Regions from separate parts of the Mus musculus genome. Here region 2 is linked to region 1. The links are chromatin contacts, called in public ChIA-PET maps. All regions are on one chromosome and are shown on one strand. The core of a region is the stretch at or near the end of the contact, and the rest is flanking DNA. Distances in the headings are between cores, read along the strand shown. Region 1 holds the start of Gm6093 (predicted gene 6093). Region 2 has its middle 81 kb from the start of Serpinb6e.

The links. ChIA-PET counts read pairs in DNA pulled down with a chosen protein or histone mark.
Region 2: an SMC1A ChIA-PET map of the G1E-ER4 cell line shows a contact between it and region 1, with 11 read pairs. The contact joins two enhancer-like sites. A contact is called at or near these places in 4 of 15 datasets of contacts at CTCF or cohesin (the G1E-ER4 cell line, embryonic stem cells, large pre-B cells and 1 more), 2 of 484 Hi-C or Micro-C datasets (the C2C12 cell line and the G1E-ER4 cell line), 12 of 115 datasets of contacts at active chromatin or transcription factors (the 230-238 cell line, embryonic stem cells, large pre-B cells and 2 more) and 1 of 9 other capture datasets (embryonic stem cells).

What each region holds. Positions count from the first base shown.
Region 1 is chr13:33,568,460-33,575,932 of GRCm38.p6, reverse strand. It overlaps Gm6093 (predicted gene 6093), which reads left to right and starts at 6,616. Exons shown (of 3, transcript NR_131141.1): 1 at 6,616-6,811. Within about 2 kb of position 3,637, at least 3 of the 459 cell types and tissues checked have an H3K27ac peak or open chromatin away from gene starts, as enhancers often do. A contact at or near this core is called in the G1E-ER4 cell line, where this site is marked.
Region 2 is chr13:33,758,512-33,765,984 of GRCm38.p6, reverse strand. No RefSeq gene overlaps it. Among named protein-coding and RNA genes, the nearest start is that of Serpinb6e, 81 kb to the left of the region's middle. Within about 2 kb of position 2,989, at least 67 of the 459 cell types and tissues checked have an H3K27ac peak or open chromatin away from gene starts, as enhancers often do. A contact at or near this core is called in the G1E-ER4 cell line, where this site is marked.

The DNA of each region.
Region 1 (7,473 bases), core at 2,388-4,887:
CCCTGTAAATCTTTTGGGTCAAGTTCTTCTTTCTCAGTTGGGAATGATAATGTGCAGCCCTAATAATATAGTTACTCTCCAGATGGAAAAAAAAAAAAGAAGAAGAAGATGTGCCTGGTAAGGGCTTAGGAAAAAATAAAAATTGTATCACTGAAACAAAAAATGAATGCCTAGGTCTTGAACATTTTTCCTAGGGGCTTTTGACTCTCCTGTGGCCAATGCTTATAAGATCACTTGGTTGTCAGATGATCCAATCTGCGTCTCTCAATTGTCTTTCCTTAAGAAAACCTTGATGCTGCCCAACAGCTGGTACAGAAGCTTGAGGCAAGCCATCTAATATCCAGCAGTTCTCCATGGAATACTCCTATATTTGAGTATTGATCTCTGAGAAGTTAATAAATCCATGATGATGATGGGGGGGGCCCTACAGCCTAGACTTCCCTCACCTTCAGCCATACTTTAAGGATATTATAAGATTGTAATTGATTTAAAAGTTTGTTTCTTTACAATTCCTTTACATCCTGATGATCAAAACCACTTTGCCTTTAGCCTCCTCTCATTTAGTTTTTGTGAGCCAATGCAACACTTTCAATCGTGGGTGCTTTCCCAGGCGATGGCCAATAGCCCTACTCTTTGTCAGTCCTTTGTTGCTTCTGCCATAAAAGAAGTTAGGCTTTCTTGGCTTGACATGTATATGATTCTTTATATGGATGATATATTTTTGGCAGGAAATTCAGATACAGAAGTTCTCTCTTGCTATAAAGAGCTTCAGAAGGCCCTTTTAAATAGTGGATTACAAATAGCTCCTGATAAAATTCAACTCCACGACCCTTATACTTATTTGGGTTTTAAATTACTGGGTGATAACATGTGGTCACAAGAAATTGCCAAAATACATGTGTCTTAGATTTACTTACTGCAGATAAGGAAGACATTTGCTTAGACTTACGTGAAAAATGCTGTTTCTGTGCCAATATGTCTGGGATTGTGTACAACAGAATTCAAAAGCATCAACAAGAATTAGAGAAGAGGCATCAAGAACTCTTCAACAACCCATGTGGAGTGCCTGGGATGGAATTCTGCCCTACCTTCTCCCCTTTCTTGGCCCAGTGCTTGGCTTATTAATTTTACTATCGCTAGACCTGTTCTCTTTAATAAATTTATGGCCTTTATTAAGGAACATATAGATGCAAATAAAGCTCAACCCTTACAAATTCACTACCACTAGCTAGAGATTGCAGATATGAAAGATGGTTATGTTGACATCTTGCCTAATGACACTTAAGTTGGCCACTTCCAGCTTGGCTGCACCTTCTCCAGTATAATGGACTGGCAGCTAGTGACAAGCAATGGAGAGAGGATGCCATCCTTATATAAATGACAACCTAAGACAGGGGGACCCTGAAAGGTGGTGGGATCTCTTATATTATGGGTAAGACCATTCTTGCATGGCTGTTCTTACAACCTAAGGCAGGCACAGGCCAGTTGGAATCTCAAGGATCTGGCTGATTTAGACATTGCCATCTCACATATGCCTTGTTTCTATAAACTAATAAAGGGGGTTCTGTTGGGGCCAAAAAGCCTTTGGCATCTAAATCTCCATCTTGTCCCTGGGCCATTACTTACTTTACAATTACCATTTCTAACTTCTCCCTTAAGAGATTTGTTTTTCTGTTCCCTGAGAATAGTTAACACATCTTGTAGTTGGAATCTTCCAGCCTTAAGACCTTGTGGTTAGAACCTTCCTTAAGACATCTTGTGGTTAGAACTTTCCTTTTACTCAACTGGTTGTTTAGCACTTTCTATTTACCCAGTCATGTACTTTAGCAATTGATTCCACTTTGTAATTGTGGTTTGCAGCTTTATAAGTTGAGTGTTTTTTTGGAAATAAATGAGGCTTAAACAGATCTCTGTTTTGTCTCCTTCCTTTGTGTCTCTTGTTCCATCCGTTCTCACTCCCTCTCTCAAGACACTTGTTGTTTACTCATGCAGGTTGGGACAACTAAGAAATGACCCAACAAACATTCCATAGTGTGGGACATTGGGCTATTCAAAGACAGGCTGGTCTCTAGTCGAGCTGAGTTGTGGAACCCTGGGTCCCGGTGGTAATAATTCACCTATATGGGATGGTAGGAGTTCCCTCATGTCTCCTGGAACTCTGGCTCCTGTCAAAGTTACCCACCCTCCACAGCCCCACAGGAGATGCATTGCTAGTAGTCATGTAGACAATGTCCCAAGCTTCTGACCTTCAAGCTAAACTCCTCCCCAGTTACCTAGCAACAGTAAAGATAACAGCACACCATAAGAGGTGTTGCTTGGCCCCACCTGGCTTTCTTACTCTCCTCTCCTCTCCTCTCCTCTCCTCTCCTCTCCTCTCCTCTCCTCTCCTCTCCTCCCCTCCCCTCCCCTGCCCTACCCCTCCTCTCCTCTGCCCTACCCCTCCCTTCCCCTCCCTTCCCCTCCCCTCCTCTCCTCATCCTCTTACTCTCTTACATTTCCTCCCTCTTACTCTCTCTTTCTTACTTTCTAACATTTCTTCTCTCTCTCCTTTTCCCCTTTCTCCTTTTGGCCATGGCTTGTCTCTCTCTTTTAGCTTTTCTCTTCTCCCCCAGTCTTTCTACAATAAAGCTCTAAAACCATAGACTGTCTCTGTTCATCAAAGCCCACTGTGCTTGGATGATTGGATAGGCTTTCCTCTAATGAGCCATTTCTAATCTCTTGATGGAAGGCCTTCCTGTGCTCCAGTCAAGGCCCTAACTAAGGACTCTTGCCTTCATGGGAACCTCTCTCCTTCTGCCCTCTCTTCCATAACCCCGGGACTACAGGGTGTCAACCCAGGGCCCCAGGTTGGGAGCTGCCCCTTGTCCAACCCCCCGTCAAGTGGGGTCAGTGGCTTAGGTTCCCACCTGCGGCTGAGTGGGAAGTGTCTGGCAGCCCTCCCTCATCTGCCTGCCCACAGCACAGGAGGAACTCTGGATGCACAGGGGCTATCCTCCCTCCCCTATCTTTCCCCTGCCCCACTTAGTGCTCACATTATAGCTAGCATAGACAGGCAATTCTTCCTTCCTTCCTTCCTTCCTTCCTTCCTTCCTTCCTCTTTCTTTCTTTCTTTCTTTCTTTCTTTCTTTCTTTCTTTCTTTCTTTCTTTCTTTCTCTCCTTTCTCTTTCTTTCTTTGCCTGCCTTTCTCTCTTTCTTTTTCTCTTCCTTCATTCCTCTCTCTCTCTCTCTCTCTCTCTCTCTCTCTCTCTCTCTTTCTGCCTCTGTCTGTCTCTTTCTTTTTTTCTTCCTTTCTCTAAAATGCAGGGAGTATTTGGTGATAATTACCATCAGGTATTCCAGGTAGCATTACATGTGTGATGAATACTACCTTATAAACATTTGGAAAAACGGGAGCTCTAACAAAAGATAACAACTAATTCTCTGACTTGTCAGAAAAATCAACTCCAATATTTTGGGCCAAATACAAAGAAAACCTTATTAAATAGTCAATACTGAGTAAAAGACAGACTTTGTTCAGAAAAGTTTTCCAGACTTTCCCACCTGAGAATGACCACCAGCCATGTGTTGCATGAGCTAAAAAGAACAAACATACAGGCCAATGTACTTTCCCCTGAGGTGTTGTCATTTCCCAAGAACTACAATTCCCATCATCCCATGAAGTTTCCTGGTTCCTTCACTGGTGGACTTACCAGTTAATTCCATTCTGTTGTTCAAGTTTATTGTGTTTTGGCTCCATGTTTAGGTGTCAAAAGCTGACCCCAAAATATCCTCTCTTATAGGGACAATGAGATAACCCACATTTCATGTCCCCAGGTTTATTTTTCTATTAGGAACATAATAAGCAGGACAGTGGTTGTGCATGCATTTAATCCCAACATTCATTAGGTAGGAAGACAGGGAAACATCTGATTTCAAGGCTAGCCTGGTCTACAAGTGGAGCTCCAGAATAGCCAAAGATGTACAGAAAAGTCCTGTCTCCAAAACCTAAAAAACAAACAAACAAAAAAGTATAAATCAAAGTATATTTTAAATATATTGATGGAAATATTAGGCTGTAGGTTAAAACAACCAGTAAAAGTTCTGTTATAGGATTCAGTTTCTATTTGGGATATTCTTTGTTTGGGGTTAAAAAATATCAAGTGAATTGTGGTAATAAATTTCCTGTGATAGACAGGTGACCAACCTCTCAGTAGTAGATCATTCATAATGTCAGGGTAAGGACTGGAGTCCCAATATTTGAGAATGTCTCTTATCATAAAGGCCTGAGTATAGCATATTCCATCTTCTACAGAAGGATTTAGCTGAATATTAATATTCCTGATGAGGTTGCCTCTTGGGAACTATCTCTTTTTAGGATCTTTTACTTATTTGTATTTGATGATTTCATACTTAGAAGTCACAACTTTTGACAAATCAGGTCTGGTCATCCTTCTTCAATAGATCAATTAAAAGAGCCAAATTAAAAGTGGAAAGCAAAACACGGAGATTTTTCAGTGTGGTCACATTGAGAAGAGGGACAAAGGGATCTGCCAATCCCTCCAATACATGTTTGGTGGTCCTGACAGGAGATAAAAGTCTGGGTCAAGGTGGGATCATGCACACCAGAGATGTTGTAAGAATCCAGGGAACCTTAGCTTACCAGGGACACCCTAAGTGAACTATGTGGAGCCAGAAACAATGCAAAAAGCAAGAGGAATTTATTGTTCCAGTGCACTGAGGTCATCTCAGCCCTGAAGGAGAGGCTGCGAACACCAGCACCAGTTCAGCAAGTTTTTTTTTGTATGGTTTCCAGGGGACAAACAGAGCATCAACAACTAGGCACAATATGATTGGCAGAACACTGCACCCTTTAAAATGATTGGTCTTTAGGGAATGAGGTGACAAGGACTTCCCTTGTCCGAAGGTAACAGTCAGTCCTGTGGAATGTTTCCCCACCCACAGGTTGGTTCCCACCCTGTGGTCTGAGAAATGCTAATGAGCCTCTCACTTCTGGAGGAGCAGGTGTTTTGTGAACTTCACAAAGTTCCTGAATTGACCTTTTCATTGTCACTGTTTTCTGGTCTTTAGTCTCTTCCTATAAGGTGGTCTGACAAGTTGTTAAGATTATGTGAAATCTTTCTCAGGGAGAAAATTTCCCCTTCTGGCTAGTGCTCTCTCATTCTATTATAGGTTTCTGGAGAAAATTCCCACACTGTTAGTGTCCCTTGTTTTAATTCTCTGATAGCCATATAGGTCAGACACATGGGACGTACTTGGTTCTATAATAATAGACACTCCCCGCTCATAAAATTATGTGTTTCTACATACAACTCACGAATCGAATGTAAGTTTGATATCACTAGTTTCTAATCTTCTCAAGGCAGTATTCAAAAAATAATTATTGTGTATGGTGGCACTCACCTTTAATCCCAGGTAGAGTCAGGAGACTCTCTGTGAGTTCAAGGCCAGCCTGGTATACACAGTGAGTTCCAGGTTAGCCATGGCTACACAGAGAAACCATGTATCTGGCAGGGGAAAAGGAAGGGGATTGGGGAGTGGAAGACTAGTGAAGCTAAGGGCACAGAGCTCAGGTTTAATTGAACTGATAATCCAAATGACAGACAGGGAGACTCATCAGCAATGCTTCATTCATTATATGCAGCTTTGTTGTTTGTTTTTAACATTCTGAGGACTTACCCCAAGCTGAGGAGGCCTTGATGCAGGTTAAGCTGAAATTTCTGGTTCAAAGACTAAAAAGGAATTTTCAGGCTGGGTTCTATAATAAACACATCTTAATGTAGGCATGACAGTTAAAAGAGAAAAGGCTACTCAAGGAAAATTCTAAGATAAAGAAAAAGATGCCAGATCAGAGGACAAGATGTGGAGAGAACTATTTTAGAATTCATCTTTACTTCTGTCCTAAACTCTAAAAATTGTAAATGTTTTAGCATTTAACTTAATTCAAATGTTGTTACAAAAACAAGCTTTTTATTATTCCTAGTTATCACTTTTACCAGGTTTTACAGAGTTTTTTACATTTTAACTAAAACAGGATACCTGTTTGTGAGTCTAAACCTTTTTATTGACTAGAACTTTATTTAGTGTGTAAGACAGGCAGGTATGGAGGGAGTAATTGTTTTGATGGCAGGTAACATCTGTATCCATATCTCCACTTTTCAGTCTTGCTTACCCAAGTGGATACTGGTGTTGTAGAATCCAAAACAAATTCAAGACAACCTACCACTTCCCCCTCTGAAGAAAATTTCAGAAATGTAGTAGTCAAAATGACTATGCAGCTGCCATAACAAGATAGCAGTTCCCAGAAAAATTCTCCTACCCTGTCCAACACTGAATTCTGAGAAAAACCACAAACATCCTGATCTTGCTAGAAATCCCTCTGATGTTAATAGCTGTGATGTTATAGCTGACCCATAAGTACAAAATGTACTGCTGCTTTGCTGATAACCCACCGTAAGGGTAGGCAGAGTGAGTCACCAGGCCAAAGATAGTCACTATGCAAACCAACCAATGCCTGAAAGGGTTACTTGCTATACAAATGAGAATAATCCAGCTAGCCCTGTTGCCTAAGTCTGCCCCCCCAAGGTATAAAATGTGTGTTCTTTCTGTTCAGGGTCTCTCCTCTTGCCTGTATGCTGAGAGGGTTCACCAAAGCATTGGATCAATAAAAATCCTCTTGCAGATTGAAGCAATGGCGTTCTCTGTGGTCTTTGTGAGTGAAGGTTTTTGATGGACTCCAACATTTGGTGCATTGGCCGGGAAGACCTTTCTCAAGGGGTCGCAGACACTGTATCAGAGGGATGCTCAAGCAAGGTAAAGTGGGATCTCTGTCTGTCTATCTTGTCAGTGTCTGCTGACTGTGTCTGTTAGGTCCTAGAAGGGGATGACTGCTTTCAGGTTCTGGTTTCAGGTCTGGTTTTGATTCCCAGGGTTGTGTGTGTATGTAGGGGGGGGGGCAACTGGTCTCAAGTTCCGGAGTTCTCATGAGAGACCCCATCTGGATGGGCATTGTGACACGCAGATGTGCCGAGATGTCACAGGCCATGAGGAACTGGAGGATGCTCCAGAATCCCACTGGGGGGTTGAATCAGAGGTGTTCTTTCTCAACTCAGCAGTAGCTGAGAGGCAGCTACTGCCTGGTTCAGGCTTCTGTGGGAATCAAGTCTAGGACGCCCTGTATTGGTTTTTGTTTGTCTTGTTTTCTGTGGTATTATTGTGAATGTCAGGCTGTGGTCCTGAATGTTGTCGATGCTGAAGGGGAGATGGGGGAGGCTGAAGTGGTGGCCCTGGCCCTGGGACCAGCTTTAGGGTTGGCTTTCAGGGGCTGCTGAGCTATGTTCTGCTCCTGGGAGTGTGACCAGCAGGTTGAGGTGGCGCAGGAGACCCTGGTGGAGGTGCTGGGCCCTTAGGAGCCTCTTTTGAGCTTGGTGTAGGCAGCCATGGTTGGAGTGGCTGGCCATGAGCACTCTGGTATC
Region 2 (7,473 bases), core at 1,740-4,239, 190 kb before region 1:
CAAATGCTTTCCCTAAAGTCCCTTATACCCCCCCTACTCCCCTACCCACCCACTCCCACTTCTTGGCCCTGGTGTTCCCCTATACTGGGGCATATAAAGTTTGCTAGACCAAGGGGCCTCTCTTCCCAATGATGGACGACTAGGCCATCTTCTGCTACATATGCAGCTAGAGACACGAGCTCTGGGGGTACTGATTAGTTCATATTCTTGTTCCACCTATAGGGTTGTGGACCCCTTCAGCTCTTGGGTACTTTCTCTAGCTCCTATATTGGGGGCCCTGTGTTCCATCCTATAGATGACTGTGAGCATCCACTTCTGTATTTGCCGGCACTGGCAAAGCCTCACAGGAGACAGCTATATCAGGGTCCCTTCAGCAAAATCTTGCTGGCATATGCAATAGTGTCTGCGTTTGGAAGCTGATTATGTGATGGATGCCCGGGTGGGGCAGTCTCTGGACGGTCCATCCTTACGTCTTAGCTCCAAACTTTGTCTCTGCAACTCCTTCCATGGATATTTTATGCCATATTCTATAAAATACATGGGAGGAATGAAATACCCACGCATTGGTCTTCCTTCTTGATTTTCTTGTGTTTTGGACGTTGTATCTTGGGTGTTCTATGTTTCTGGGCTAATATCCACTTATCAGTGAGTGCATATCTAATGACTTCTTTTGTGATTGGGTTACCTCACTAAGGATGATATCCTCCAGATACATCCATTTGTCCAAGAATTTCATAAATTCATTGTTTTTAATAGCTGAGTAGTACTGCATTGTGTAAATGTACCACCTTTTCTGTATCTGTTCTTCTGTTGAGGGACATTAGGGTTCTTTCCAGCTTCTGGATATTATAAATAAGGCTGCTATGAACATAGTGGAGCATGTGTCCTTATTACCAGTTGGAACATCTTCTGGGTATATGCCCAGGAGACGTATTGCTGGATCTAGTAGTAGTACTATGTCCAGTTTTCTGAGGAACCGCCAGACTGATTTCCAGAGTGGTTGTACAAGCTTGCAATCCCACCAACAATGGAGGAGTGTTCCTCTTTCTCCACATCCTCGCCAGCATCTGATGTCACCTGAATTTTTGATCCTAGCCATTCTGACTGGTGTGAATGGAATCTCAGGGTTGTTTTGATTTGCATTTCCCTGATGATTAAGAATGTTGAACATTTTTTCAAGTGCTTCTCAGCCCTCTGGTATTTCTCAGTTGAGAATTCTTTGTTTAGCTCTGCACCCCATTTTTAATGGGGTTATTTGAATTTCTGGAGTCCAGCTTCTTGAGGTCTTTGTATATATTGAATATTAGTCCCCTATCAGATTTAGGATTGGTAAAAATTCTTTCCCAATCTGTTGGTGGCCTTTTTATCTTATTGACAGTATCTTTTGCCCTACAGAAGCTTTGCAATTTTATGAGGTCCCATCTGTTGATTCTTGATCTTACAGCTCAAGCCATTGCTGTTTTGTTCAGGAAATTTTTCCCTGTGCCCATATCTTCAAGGGTTTCCCCCACTTTCTCTTCTATAAGTTTCATTGTCTCTGGTTTTATGTGGAGTTCTTTGATCCACTTAGACTTGAGCTTTGTACAAGGTGATAAGAATGGATTAATTCACATTTTTCTACATGATTATCACCAGTTGTGCCAGCACCGTTTGTTGAAAATGCTGTCTTTTTTCCACTTGTCAAAGATCAAGTGACCATAGGTATTTTTAGATTGTCCAATTCCCTGTAAATGAGTAAAAGAGGCCTTTACCGGCCAGGCACCAGTCCAGGCACTTTGTGAAATCATAGTGGAATCTGCACCTGGGTCTAAAAGGCCCTCAAAGCTCTTGCCGTTTATCTTAAGGCAGAGTGTCGGGTGGTCTTTGGTAATTGCTTGAACCCAATAAAGGTCTGATGACCCTGGCTGCGAGGAGCCATGACATGTGCCCTTTGCTGGATAGGAAGTGTCTAAGGGTAGAGGCAAGGCTTGTGCTAAACGTTGCCCTTTGAATATAGATATTGGTTCTTGAGAGGCACTAACTAAAATTTTAATTTCTCCAGTGTAGTCATTATCTACTAATGAGGGATGGACAGTAAGTCCTTTTAAACTGGCAGAAGCACACCCTAATATTAGAAAATAAGTATTGGCCCATAGACCCCCTCAGGGAGGACGTAAACGTCATCCTTGGGTGTTAAAACTGTGTAGGCGGCAGAACACAAGTCCAATCATGCCCTACCTGTAGTGGCTCTGGAGAGACCAGTGGCTGATTTGTGGCTGGCTGTACCCCGTGGTCGGAAGAAAGGGGATGGTTTTGGGGACTCGGGGCTGTCCCCCATATCCATTTCCCTGAACAGGAGGCAGGGGATTCCCAGAAGCATCTGTGTGAGCTTGGCAGGTGTTTACCCAATGTTTGCCGTTTTTTGCAGCGTGGACAAAGAAACTTGGGCCGTGTAGGCCAAAAAGAATGGTCAGTAGTTTGCGCTGGAGCACCATTAAGGAAAGGCACAGTGGGACACTGTCGTGTGAAGTGTCCAGGCTGGCCACACTTAAAACAACTTTTCTGGGGGGCCGGCTTGCTGAAGAGCCACGCCTATTGCCATAACAGGCTGAAGAGCCGCACCAATTGCAAGATTGACTGCCTGGGACATCTTGTGAGTGAACATATCAACATCACAACAAAGATGAATCATCTCATTAAGATCCTTGTCCCTAATCTTACAGTGCAAGACTGCCTTACATGCCGAATTAGCATTCTCAAAAGCCAGTTGTTTTACAAGTTTATTGTCTGCATCCTCATGACCCAAGGTCCTCTCTGCCGTCTCAAGCAAATGACTCACAAATTCACTATAGTCCTCCTGGGCTCCTTGAATAATTTTAGTTAAAGGGAGTAATAACGGATTCTTTCATAGGAATAGCGCGCCAAGCTCCCAGAGCCAAAAGACCCACTGGGAAATGTTTCTGCCTGGCCTCTGCCGCATATTTTCCCTGACCAGAAAGCTTTTCAAAGGTCCAGCCAGTAGATGGCACTCGAGGGTTTTTCTGATTAGCCATTGCAATGGTCTGGCACTAATCTAGGAAATCTGCTTTCCATGAGAGAAATTGCCTGAGAGAGTCAACACAGTTTGGATCACTTTGATCCACTCACTAGGGAGCATATATCCACCTCCTGGGAGAGCCTCTAGGAGCGAAAGTGAGTAAGGGGCAGACGGGCCATAAGTTCTAACCGCAGAGTTAAGCTCTTTTAAGTCCTTGAAACGTAGTCTGTGGAACTCTGTTGGATAGGGACAGATACTTGCTCTTCTGGCTCAAGTTATACTTTGTTATCACTCTCAAAATCTTCCCTGCCCTCGCTGTTAGTGTCCTCAGAGAGATCTGCCTGGGGCGCTTCTAAAGGCCCAATTTCTGCAGAAGCAGATTCGGCATGGGTGACTGGGGGGCTGTTCCTCCCCTGTAGAAGTGGGCAGGTCACAGCTAGCAGCTCTCCTGGAGCGAGTGATTACTGGGAAAGCCAATGTTTTGGTTTTTACGGCTCGCGGAGCTTTTTTTTTTTTTTTTTTTTTTACGCTGCCTGAAGAAGCTGCGGCTGGAGGAGGATCCTTATAATTATTTGGGTTTTAGACTTACTGATCAAACTGGTTTTCCCTAGAAGATAGTTATTTACAGAGACAACTTAAAGACTTTCTCTTATTTCTGATTAATAAATATATAAATTATACACATGTGACTATAATAACCTTTCAAACATTCTAGTTACAATCTCTCTTCAAGAGAAACAATTGAAAGTGTAATTAGTCACTGTCCATGTTATATTAAAACCGACTATAACAGTCCAGTATTTAAGTGGTTTTGTCAAAAATTTTTTAATTCTCAAAGACAAGGTATTATAAAACTTTAAAACTCTATCTTCTTTTAAAGAATTTTGGAGTGAGGCAAGCTCTGTAGAAAGGCGGGCATACTGCTGCTGGAGCTCTAGATCTTCTTGTAATCCTGCTACCTGAGACTCTAGGTTGTCTTTAGTATCAATGAGAGTAGGAACCTGCAGAGCCTGGGGCCACAGCATAGGAGCACAGATCAGTGGCAAATAGAGCAGAGGGTTGCAAGGAGGGACTGAAGCTCACAGCAGTCGCTTGGGTTTATGGGGCAGACTACCTCTTCCTCTAAAGTGTCTGAGTCTCCAGAAATTAAAGGGCCTTCAGCCAAAGATTTTTTTTAAAGACTGGATTGATCAGTGGCGGATTGGCAGGCAAAGTGCTTACCCTGACATGCAGTTAAAGAGCAGCCTGTGGGACTTCAGGCCTGTCTGCAGTATTTGGAGGCTTTTTAGTAGGGAGGGAGCCCTCTGAAGCTTCCTGAGACAAGGGACAGAGGCAATATTCTGCCACTGACAAAAGCTGCTGTTTCTCTGGATCATCAACTGCATTTTCTATCAAATCATGGATTAGACTCCAACAAGTAAATACATTCCCAGGGACAGCATCGGGTGGGCCCTGCTTTGCCAAAATTTCATTTAATTCTCTACCTACTCTTCTCCATTTATTTTCTTTCTTTTTTTTTTTTAGTGATTTTTTAAACATCATTTAAATTTTTTTTAATTAGGTATTTTTCTCATTTACATTTCCAATGCTATCCCAAAAGTCCCCCATACCCTCCCCCCACCCCCCTACCTACCCACTCCCACTTTTTGGCCCTGGCGTTCCCCTGTACTGGGGCATATAAAGTTTGCCTGTCCAGTGGGCCTCTCTTTCCAGTGATGGCCGACTAGGCCATCTTTTGATACATATACAGCTAGAGTCAAGAGCTCCGGGGTACTGGTTAGTTCATAATGTTGTTCCACCTATAGGGTTGCAGACCCCTTTAGCTCCTTGGGTATTTTCTCTAGCTCCTCCATTGGGGGTCCTGTGATCCATCCAATAGCTGACTGTGAGCATCCACTTATGTGTTTGCTAGGCCCCAGCATAGTCTCACTAGAGACAGCTATATCAGGGTCCTATCCGCACAGTCTTGCTAGTGTATGCAATGGTGTCAGTGTTTGGAGGCTGATTATGGGGTGGATCCCTGGATATGGCAGTCTCTAGATGGTCCATCCTTTTGTCTCAGCCCCAAACTTTGTCTCTGTAACTCCTTCCATGGGTGTTTTGTTCCCAATTCTAAGAAGGGGCAAAGTGTCCACACTTTGGTCTTCGTTCTTTTTGAGTTTCATGTGTTTTGCAAATTGTAACTTATATCTTGGGTATTCTAAGTTTCTGGGCTAATATCCACTTATCGGTGAGTACATATCATTTGAGTTCTTTTGTGATTGGGTTACCTCACTTGGGATAATGCCCTCCAGGTCCAACCATTTGCTTAGGAATTTCATAAATTAATTCTTTTTAGTAGCTGAGTAGTACTCCATTGTGTAAATGTACCACATTTTTTGTATCCATTCCTCTGTTGAGGGGCATCTGGGTTCTTTCAAGCTTCTGTCTATTATAAATAAGGCTGCTATGAACATAGTGGAGCATGTTTCTTTCTTACTAGTTAGAACATTTTCTGGATATGTGCCCAGGAGAGGTATTGCGGGATCCTCTGGTAGTACCATGTCCAATTTTCTGAGAAACCGCCAGCCTGATTTCCAGAGTGGTTGTACAAGCTTGCAATCCCACCAACAGTGGAGGAGTGTTCCTCTTTCTTCACATCCTCGCCAGCATCTGCTGTTACCTGAATTTTTGATCTTAGCCATTATGAATATTGATGCAAAAATACTCAATAAAATTCTCGCTAACCAAATCCAAGAACACATCAAAACAATCATCCATCCTGACCAAGTAGGTTTTATTCCAGGGATGCAGGGATGGTTTAATATACGGAAATCCATCAATGTAATCCATTATATAAACAAACTCAAAGACAAAAACCACATGATCATCTCCTTAGATGCGGATAAAGCATTTGAGAAAATCCAACACCCATTCATGATAAAAGTCTTGGAAAGATCAGTAATTCAAGGCCCATACCTAACCATGATAAAAGCAATCTACAGCAAACCAGTAGCCAACATCAAAGTAAATGGTGAGACCCTGGAAGCAATCCCACTAAAATCAGGAATTAGACAAGGCTGCCCATTTCTATTCAACATAGTACTTGAAGTCCTAGCCAGAGCAATTAGACAACAAAAGGAGATCCAGGGGATACAAATTGGAAAAGAAGAAGTCAAAATATCACTTTTTTGCAGATGATATGATAGTATATATAAGTGACCCTAAAAATTCCACCAGAGAACTCCTAAACCTGATAAACAGCTTCGGTGAAGTAGCTGGATATAAAATTAACTCAAACAAGTCAATGGCCTTTCTCTACACAAAGAATAAACAGGCTGAGAAAGAAATTAGGGAAACAACACCCTTCTCAATAGTCACAAATATTATAAAATACCTTGGCGTGACTCTAACTAAGGAAGTGAAAGATCTGTATGGTAAGAACTTCAAGTCTCTGAAGAAAGAAATTAAAGATCTCAGAAGATGGAAAGATCTCCCATGCTCATGGATTGGCAGAATCAACATTGTAAAAATGGCTATCTTGCCAAAAGCAAATTACAGATTCAATGCAATCCCCATCAAAATTCCTATCCCGTCCCGCGGGATTCAGTTATTCGTGGGTGCGAGGGAGACCGTGAACCCGGAAGGAAATGGGAATAAAAGAAAGAAGAGTAGGAGGACCAAGTAGATATGCCAACCTATCAAGGTCTCGTTTATTAGGCTGAGGTGCCTTCTTTTTAAAGCATACATCGTGGGGAATATGGGAGGGGTCAAGGGAGAATTATACAAAGAACAAAGAAGTGGGCATCTGCTGACATGGGGGCCGAAGTCAGGCGCCAGGCAGTGGGCACTCTGGATCTTATCTCTGGAACATCGACCCTCCTTGACAGCCTTGGGAGTCAGGCTGGGCTCAGGCGTAACTCATGTCCTTGGATGTCATGGGAACTCAGGAAGAGATAGGGAAGAGGGGACTATAATTTAGCTTTTATAGCCTCAGGTGCCAGGAAAGGAATAGGGAGGAAAGGGGGGGTGACAACCAGCTCTCAGTACAAGGCCATTTGGCCTGCTAGGGAGATTGTGAAGGCCTCACTTTCTCACGGGATGGTCTCTGACATCTCCCCCTTCTGAATTAAATTTAATAAGGCCACACTTAACTGAGGTGATCAAATAATCTTTTTATTTTTAGATGAGCGGGCATTACCATGGCTGGGGGGACATTGACCCGATTCCTCCCGTGGGTGCTGTCACAAACCCACACTTGTGGCTCTCGGTATCTTTTGGGGAGGTGAGGCAGAGCCTTTGAAAAAATTATAAATTGTAACTGAAATTAGATACCAACCTCTTCCTAACCGGGTTTGTCTCTCGAGGAACTCAGAAATGGTCTATATGGACCTTCCCCTGCAATACTTAGTTTGCACCCATGCTGGGCCCATACTGGATTCGTATTTCTTACGAACCAGCATGCACAATTCTGAGTT